Regions from separate parts of the Ovis aries genome. Here region 1 is linked to region 2. The links are chromatin contacts, called in public Hi-C maps. All regions are on one chromosome and are shown on one strand. The core of a region is the stretch at or near the end of the contact, and the rest is flanking DNA. Distances in the headings are between cores, read along the strand shown. Region 1 holds the start of LOC121819392. Region 2 overlaps LOC105610700 (a long non-coding RNA gene).

Region 1 (4,556 bases), core at 1,441-3,940, 250 kb before region 2:
AATTCTCTTAAGATAGTTGTAGAATAGCTAGTCAGGTTACTGTGTCAAGATTCAGGCTGGATCTTATTTAAAAAAAACTGTTTTAAATAATGGAATTGAATTCTGCCGAAAATTCTCTACAGGGCAGATATATATTCTTACAGATACTTGGCAGTTTGTTTTTTTTTTAATTCACCCCTGCTACCACCATGAAAAGGACAATTAGCAAAAAGCTCTGTTCTGTATATACCAATCACATGTTCAAATACACCTTATCTCCTGGAAAAGCTTCTTTAAAGCACCAGCCCTGTAAGAGAAGTATCACAGTAGATAATTAGAGCAGCAATTACTAAATTAGATATTAAGAAAATATAGTGACTAAACCATGTTTATAAAAGCAGTTCAGGTAAGGAAAATGAATTCCCCAATGAACTACATATTGTCAAATCAGGCATAGCAATATTCTGACATTAAAAAAAAAATTAACTCAAAATGGCCACCATTGCCAAAGATAAACAGCTTTAAAGGTTAGATGCCAATCACTTAAAAATACTTTTGTAAAATACTACTCTTGGCATAATAAAGTATTATCTATTTACTACAGCCCCCCCCCATTTTATTTAAAATATAATGTTTAAAAGGGGGAGGATGTGATTGCACTTAATAAATTCCTGCCCATCAAATTGGCCTCAGGTAAATCCTTTAACCCATCAGAGCAGAGGATATCCAATCAGATTAGGGTTCTCATCCTTGGCCAAGAATTCTATCCAACTATTTAATAACTCAAGCCAGATTTTCTCCATTTGGTCCATACCTTAAGCTTGTCAGCATCTTGTCAGCCTGGTAGGAAAGAGAGAGAAACAATGTTAAGAATACCACTAATTTTTAAAAAATTATTTTAATTGGAGGATAATTACTTTACAGTATTGTTTTGGGCACTTTGTGTCTTTTTTCTTTTGGTAAAGAGTATCTTATTGGGCTATTTACCTTTGGTGACTAAAGAGCTAACTTGGGGTAGAATTCCTGTAAAACAGCAATATTTTCCCAATTTCCTGACACTGGGAATCTCCTGAAATTCCCAGCAAGGAGACACCCTGGGCGTCACAATCTAACTTTATCTCCTTGTTACACTAGCATGGAACAATATCAACTTGGGGAAAAAATATAAACATTACTGGTAACAGTATTTACCCATGAAAGAGGGAAACAAACTCTTCACATTAAAAAAGAAAGCAAAGGAAGCCTGAAACTAGTGTAGAGAGGCAGAGGCAGAGGCCATCGAATTGAGAACAGTCCTGTCAACACTTGCTCAGTTCCCACAGTCTTTAAATAGACACTGGCTCTCAGCCATGTCCCTCTCCTAAAGGGAATTGTTTAAAAAAAGGGGGGGGGGGGCCGTGCCTAGGACACAGCTCGCATCAGTAAAATCAGATACTTTCTGATCAGTAAAAGGGTCTTTCACCACTGAGGCAAACATGTAAACATCCTACAAGCCTCCCATTTCAAGAGATTACTAAGCGGCACCAATGATAACGATTCCTTCATTCAGTCAGCTATAAATTGAGATCTTTACAAGTTTTATTAAATCCGGGGAGTAACGCTTTCGATAGGAATGTATCCCGGTAAAACACTTAAAATGCCCTCTAATGCTGAGGACCAGAGTGAAACTTAGAAACGCTTCCTCGAGACAAACTTTCTCTAGGGCCACTTTTCCTGTTTATCTTGGCGGACACAAGTCAGAACCCCAGAGGTTCCGACTTTTTCTCAGGCCAGAGAACGATGACGGGCCTCAGGCTCATGAGACTCCACACACGTCATGAAAGAGGGTCCCATGCTGCATAATTTACTGTCAGTGCTGAAAAAGGAATGTGGGGGAGAAAAACTGCTCCCTCATCAAGGCTCACAGTAGCTAACCGCTCCCACAAGCGTCACGCAGACCTTTTAAAGAGCGCAACCACAGAGCGAAGTGGCAACTGAGAGGCATTTGCGGAGGGGGAGTGCCTGTGTGGGCGAAATTACCTCCGTTTCTTGCTAACACCGGAATTAACACTGCTCTGCCTTGAAGGCTAAAGTGTTTCAGGCCCGTGATCTCATCCGCTTCCTGAATAGACCATGTCAGAGTCCCCAGAGTCCCCGGGCAGGCGGGGGCCCCGCGTGCGCCCCAACTCGGACGCCGTCCAGGGCTCTGCGCCTCCGTCCCGGGTCGGTTCCTCCAAGAGACTTGTTTGGTTTTTCTCTTTTCATTGCAAAAGGAGCTTGAAGCTCCATGTGCCCCGGATCCCTTGAGCATCGGGGTCCCAGGCACAAGTGACGCGCGCCTCGGCCCCTGGGGGAAAGAGGGACCTTAGGCGCCAAGAGAGTTATTTCTGGGGAGGAAGGGTCCCCGGTACCCTGAGGATGTCCTGGCCGCAGAAGAGCTCTCACAGCGGCTCCCCTGGGGCCTGGGAGGCCTCTCTGAGGGGGAGCCGAGCTGGGGTCGAAGACTAGCCCTAGGCGCCCACATGGGGCGACGCGCGGAGAGCAGGGGCGGCCCTGGTAAGTGCCTCTGCAGAGACCCCCGGGCCACGCGGAGGGCTCCAGCGTCGAGCTGGTCGAAAGCCACTTACCGAGTCGCGCGCGGAGGCAGAAAGGGAAGAGAGACAGGGAGACACCCAGTTTAAAAGGGGCCTGGGCGATCAGCCACCCGCGGCAACCAACCAAAAAGTTGCCCTAGAGCCCCGCCCGGCCCGGGACCCAGCCCAGCGCCCGCTCCTCCCAGCCAGCGGCACCCTGAGGCCCTCGCGCGCCTCCTGCCGGGGGGCCTGGGGCGAGCGGAGCGGGCGGCTGCCCCGGCCTCCCGCAGCTAGGGCCTCAAAGCTGACCCACCGAAACCTCTCCCTAAGAGTGGTGTCCATTTACCTTGAGGCAGATTCAAGGGAGCTTCTGGCACTCGAATAATGTTAGGTATTTCTGCCTGTCCCCCCTCTCCCCACCTCACGTATCCCATGCCAGACTATTCCCCAGGATAGTCTGCAAGCCACCAGAAGTCCCCAGCTTTGCTTTTATACTTGGTTCTATCCTTAATCTGTCCCTGGAATTTTGAGAATTGAGACTTCCTAGGTACTGGAGCACTTTAGATCATTTTGGTTGGGGAGACTGTTTAGGGCAACAAGTATACATCAACAAGTATACACTCAGCAGTAGGCACCCTGATCTATGCTGGGGGGTGGGTTGTTGTTGTCAGTCTCTAAGTCCAGTCGGACACTTTTGGACCCCATGGACTGCAACATGGCAAGCTTCCCTGTCCTTCACTATATCCCAGAGTTTGCTCAACCCATGTTCATTGAGTTGGTGATGCCATCCAACCATCTCATCCTTTGTGGTCCCCTTCTCCTCCTGCCTTCAATCTTTCCCAGTATCAAGGTCTTTTCCAGTGAGTCAGCTGGCTCTTCCCATCAGGTGGCCAAAGTATTGGAGCTTCAGCTTCCGCATCAGTCCTTCCAGTGAATATTCAGGATTGATTTCCTTTAGAATTGACTGGTTTGATCTCCTTGCAGTCCGAGAGTCTTCTCCAGCACCACAGTTAGAAACCATCAGTTCTTCCATGCTCAGCCTTCTCTGTGGTCCAACTCACATCCATACATGACTAATGGAAAAACCATAGCTTTGACTATAGGGACCTTTGTTGGCAAAGGTCGACATGCCATGATGTACCAGATGCCACGATCTTAGTGTTTTGAGTGTTGAGTTTTAAGTCGGCTTTTTCACTGTCCTCTTTCACCTTCATCAAGAGGCTCTTTAGTTCGTCTTCGCTTTCTGCTCTTAGAGTGGTATCATCTGCGTATCTGAGGTTGTTGATATTTCTCCCAGGAATCTTGATTCCAGCTTGCAATCAAGTTAGGGGGCAGGAGGGGGAATGGTGTTGAATGAGAAACTACCCCTGCTTTCAAGGAACATAAAATGCAGTGTGCCACAGGATCAAGCCACCAAGCCCAGTCTCCTAAGGACATCAGGGAAAGCTTTCTGGAGGAGAGGGTGTCTAGGCTGAATCTAGTATGACTAGCAAGAAGCTTGCTTCACGATATAGGCGAAACCAAGAGAGTTAAAGAAGAGTCATAGACTAGAGGGACTTTTAGATCATACAGAATTTCTGGTGGAGTAGAGCACACATTAGGGTGTTCCCCAAAAGGAGACTTGTTGCCACAATGGAACGTAAGCCTAATGGGGACTCAGCTTCTCCTCTGCTGGATCCTCTGAATTCACCATAGTGCCTGGAACATATCTGAGTAAGTGGGAAATGACTCCAGGGAAAGGGATTCGCCACTGAACCCCCACAGTAGTTGAGTATTTATGCTGTGAAACTCTTCAAGGCTCATAGTGATGATCGTGGTGGGGGTCTTATCCCAGAATGTAGCTTTTTGGGTCTCCATAAGTGTGAGTCTATTCCTGCATTCCCAGGACATGGCCTAGAGCTTGGTGCACTGTGAATGCTTGATAAAACCTGCTGGATTTCCTTTCTTGGTGTGTATTTGCCCTGCTGCTAGAGAGGAACCCTCCCACCCCCACCCCCACTCACCATGCCATGTCTCTTTGTGAAG
Region 2 (4,355 bases), core at 1,213-3,712:
CAGGCAGTGTACTAGGTGCTAGAAATAAAAAGCCAAATAAGGTACTGTGTTTAGTGTTAACAATGAGAGTAACAATGCTGATAATAACAGCTAACATTTACTGAGCACTGGAGGGTGTGCCCTGTGCTGTTCTAAGTATTTTGTATCTATTCACTCATCATTCCACAGCACAAGTGACTCAGGTACCATTACCACAATCTTCATTTTACAGATGAGGAAACAGAGAGAGACACAGAGAGGTTGAGAAACAGTCTTGCTGGAGTCAAGATTGAAACAGAACCAGTGTAAATACTGTACATCCTTGTTGGAAACCAATGCAACAAAAATATGTGTGTAATGAAGTGAAATTCTTGAAAACTGAGGTCAATCCCTGGTCATTTGAGCCAAGGGAAGTCAGTGCTCAAATGTGTCTATCCAAGGGTTCAAGATGGGTGTCTGGTCCTTAAGTGGGCATGTGGCTCTGGGCAAAGTTAGGATAGGAGAGCTGCTAGAGTGTGGAGAGCTGGGTATTCAAGAGGCAGAAATGAAAGTATTACACTTTCTTTCAGCTTCATTTCAGATATATGGAGATGTTTCTAAAACAGTGGAATTCAGGGTTACGTGGAAGAATGGCTTTGTTGTGCTGGAGGGTCAGCACATCCTAGTAAGAATTCCAAGATGTTATTTCCCTTATTAAGTTTCAAATGTAAGGTGTGTGTTCATTCACTCATTCAAGAGATATTTATTAAATATCTACTCTATACCCAGAAGCTGTTGTAGGCCTTTGGAATACACAGTGAACAAAACAGAAAAAATACTCTTACTCTCATGGAAGTTACATTGTTGTAGGTAAGACCTGTGAAAAAGCATTGCCAATAGGGAACTGAGAGTGTGGGCATAGGGATCTGCAGCTTGAATTTAAGTAAGACAGCCAGGCAAAGTCCTAAAGCAGGTGGGACTAGCCAGTGCCAGGATTCTAGGGTAGGAGGTGCCCTTTGTGCTTCAAGAGCAGGCAGGAGGCCAGTGTGGCTGAAGACAAGCAGGAGGAGGGGTCAGAGAGAAAAAGCGTGATAGGGCCCTGTAGACCACTCTAAATCCTTGGCTTTCCCTTTGAATGAAACAGGGAGGGCAGTGTATTGGAGGCACTGAGGAAGAGTTTGATTCTGGGTACAGTTTGAAGTCAGCAGATGTTCTGTAGACAATAAGCAATCTGGGTATCAGAGAAGTAAAGGCATCAAGGACTGCACCGTGGCCTTTGGCTGGAGCACCTGGAAGGGTGGAGAAGCTCTTCACAGTGAGGGGAAGACCTTTTGTGGAACCATGGGGAGAAGACCAGGCATTCTGTTTCAGGAGAGGCTGTGAGGCATTAAGTGGAGAGGCGAAGCTGGAACTCTCGGGGATGTGGGCTGGGGCGCAGAAGAGAGGGCTGAGCTGGGGGTGACAGTTAGGGAGCTCTCAGCATACAAGTGCTGTGAAAGGCCAAAGACAGCTGAAATCACCAGGGGAGTGAGATAAAGAGGAGAAGAGGACCGAGAGCTGAGTGTTAAGAGGTTGGGCAGAGGCAGCCAAGTGGACAGAAGAAACGGCCAAGTGGTAGGAGGCAACGAGAGTGCAGGGTCCCAGAGGCCAGTAGAGCATGTCCTGTCTGGTCTTCTTTTTGTCCAGAGGGACAGGACTTCTCGAGTAAAAGTCAAGTCTGCACCTCACTCAGGGTCTAGGAGTCAGGAGTTAGTCAGATAGACAGTTTTACAGGAGAGAAACAACTTTACTTCTCCTGCCGCAAGGAGAAACAAAGACTATTAAAGCAATTTTCATAACTGGGTCCTGTTCGAAGGACCCGCGTGAGTTCAGTCATGAATGAAGATGTTAGCAACTTCAATTAGTCATTAAGCCACTTCTTCATTTGCTGTGTACATGTGGTTTCTAACCAGGCAGGGATTTGTTTAACAAAACAATCATGGTCTTCCTTTTCCCTCACGCCCTTGAATCTAAAGATCAGTTTTGAAATGTTAAGTCGTGCTATACTGTACCTCTAGAGTGTCTTATTTTTATTTTTCTAATTTTATAAGGAAATATATAGGTAGGTAGATAGATAGATAGATAGGACCTTAATGAACACATGTGAAATGAAAACCAAAGTTCTCCTGTGCTGACCAACATCTTCACCTTTTTATGCCTTTGAAATGCATTTACCAGCCACCTGCAGACCCTTGAACCCTGAGCTGTTCCCACAGTATTCATGACTTTAAACCGGTCCATTCTTTAAATGGCTTCAGCCCTCTTTCAGGCATCCCATCCACACCCTCTGGTTTGGACTGGATCCCAAAGGAGCTGGGTTTGGCTACATCACAACATGGGCTCGAGACAGAGGGAAACCAAAGTCTGATTTCTGGGGAAACACTGGCAGGAGACACGAGCCACCTGAATGAAGCCATAGTTCTTCAGTGTCCTGTGAGCTCAGGCAGTCGGCCAGGCAGTTTGGAGAGCAGAGCCTGGAGTCACCCCTGAGGTCATGAGCTCTACCCCTGGGTTATGGAGGCCCTTGCGGGCAAGCCTGTGGGCGGAGAGGGAGCTGATACAAGCTCAGTCCACTCATCCACTCAACATTCCTTTGCTGAATGACTCCCATGTCTCATGTACTTCGTTTCTTCATGAATTAACAGTATGTTTATTTTATTACATTGAAGAAACCAGACATAGCCTACGAATGAGAGGTCTGGAGATAAAGGATGTTTTAAGGTTGGGGGGAAATAGCACAACTGTTGAGTCAGGCTAGCATGGGTTCAGATCCTGGCCACAGCTGTGTGTTACTTTGACGGGTTGCTTTCCCTCTTCGGGTCTCAGCAGTCTCCTCCAAAGGGAACACTGTGATGAAATCCTTGATCACAGATGATATGGGAGCAACACCTGAGAGAGCAACCCTCACAGAGCAGGGAGTTAGGGTGTTGTAACGGGTTACCACTGTTTTGTTTGTTGTCGCAGGGTGTGGGTGAAGTTGGAGGTTTAAAGGAGACTTCCTGTGCAGAGGCTAAGAATCTGAAGAATTTTTGCTCTCTTCAGGCTATTTTCCTTCACACTTTGTCCTGGTAGACACTGGCCATCAATCGCCACCCTCCTTCCACTCCAGCCAGGATGGCCTCAGGGTGTGGATCCAGGCCAATACCAGTTCTCTGGAGTTTGCTGATGAGGTGTAACCTCTTTACCTTGGTCATCCCAAACAGGAAACCAAGAGAGGCACTTCTGAGACCTTGTACGCTGATACCTTTTTGAATAAAGTGAAGGGATTTGACTCAATGGAGAAGGCAATGGCACCCCACTCCAGTACTCTTGCCTGGAAAATCCCATGGATGGAGGAGCCTGGGTAGGCTGTGGTCCATGGGGTTGCTGGAAGTCAGACACGACTGAGCGACTTCACTTTCACTTTTCACTTTCATGCATTGGAGAAGGAAATGGCAACCCACTCCAATACTCTTGCCTGGAGAATCCCAGGGTCAGCAGAGCCTGGTAGGCTGCCGTCTATGGGGTTGCACAGAGTTGGACACAACTGAAGCAACTTAGCAGCAGCATTCAACTCAAAGTCCTGGGCAGCGAAAATCAGGAAGAGTCTGAAAGCCTTCCAGGCAGCCTGTTAGACAGCCATGGAGAAAGCCCTCAGGCAGGAACACATTTAGAAAGTAGTTCAGAGATTTCCCTGGTGGTCCAGTGGTTAAGAATCCATCCACCAGTGCAGGGGACACAGGTTCGTTCCCTGATCCAGGAATATTCCACATGCTGTGGGGTAACTAGGCCTGTGTGCCACAACTATTGAAGCCTGCGTGCCTAGAACCTGTGCTCTGTAATGAGAGAAGCCACCACAGTGAGAAGCCCATGCAATCCCTGCTCGCCTCAACTAGAGAAAGCCCGCACTCAGCAACAAAGACCCAGCGCCCCATGCACTGTGATGAAGAGTAATCCCTGCTCGCCTCAACTAGAGGAAGCCTGCACTCAGCAACAAAGACCCCGTGCAGCCATAAATAAATAAATATATTTTTTTAAGAAAGTAGTTCAAAAGTCCTGATTCTCTTTTCTAAAAAAAATTGTATTTGAAGATAGTTGATTTGCAATGCAGTATTACTTTCAGTGTACAACAGAGTGATTCAGTTATACATACACACATTCATTATTTTTCAGATGCTTTTCTCGTATAGGTTATCACTGGATATCGAGTAGAGTTTCCTGTGCTGTACACTAGTTCCTTGCTGGTTATTATCTTATATATAGTAATGTGTGTATTAATCCCATTAATTAATGTGAATCCTAAGCTAGTTTATCCCTCCCCTCCATATTTCTCCTTTGGTAACCACACATTTGTTTTCAAAACCTCTGAGTCTGTTTCT

The links. A called contact is a pair of places that touch in the nucleus more often than the background predicts.
Region 1: a Hi-C map of skin fibroblasts shows a contact between it and region 2, with 3 times the contacts expected there. The contact joins the promoter of LOC121819392 here to the enhancer-like site in region 2. A contact is called at or near these places in 3 of 16 Hi-C or Micro-C datasets (blood, muscle and skin fibroblasts).

Annotation. Positions count from the first base shown.
Region 1 is chr4:32,452,659-32,457,214 of ARS-UI_Ramb_v3.0, reverse strand. LOC121819392 reads right to left here and starts at 2,690. Exons shown (of 2, transcript XM_060414967.1): 1 at 2,586-2,690; 2 at 1-819. LOC114114654 (small nucleolar RNA SNORD93) reads right to left here and starts at 736; the gene lies at 664-736.
Region 2 is chr4:32,205,553-32,209,907 of ARS-UI_Ramb_v3.0, reverse strand. LOC105610700 (a long non-coding RNA gene) reads left to right here. Exons shown (of 11, transcript XR_006059608.2): 11 at 1-4,355. Among named protein-coding and RNA genes, the nearest start is that of RAPGEF5, 64 kb to the right of the region's middle. Within about 2 kb of position 2,462, at least 8 of the 54 cell types and tissues checked have an H3K27ac peak or open chromatin away from gene starts, as enhancers often do.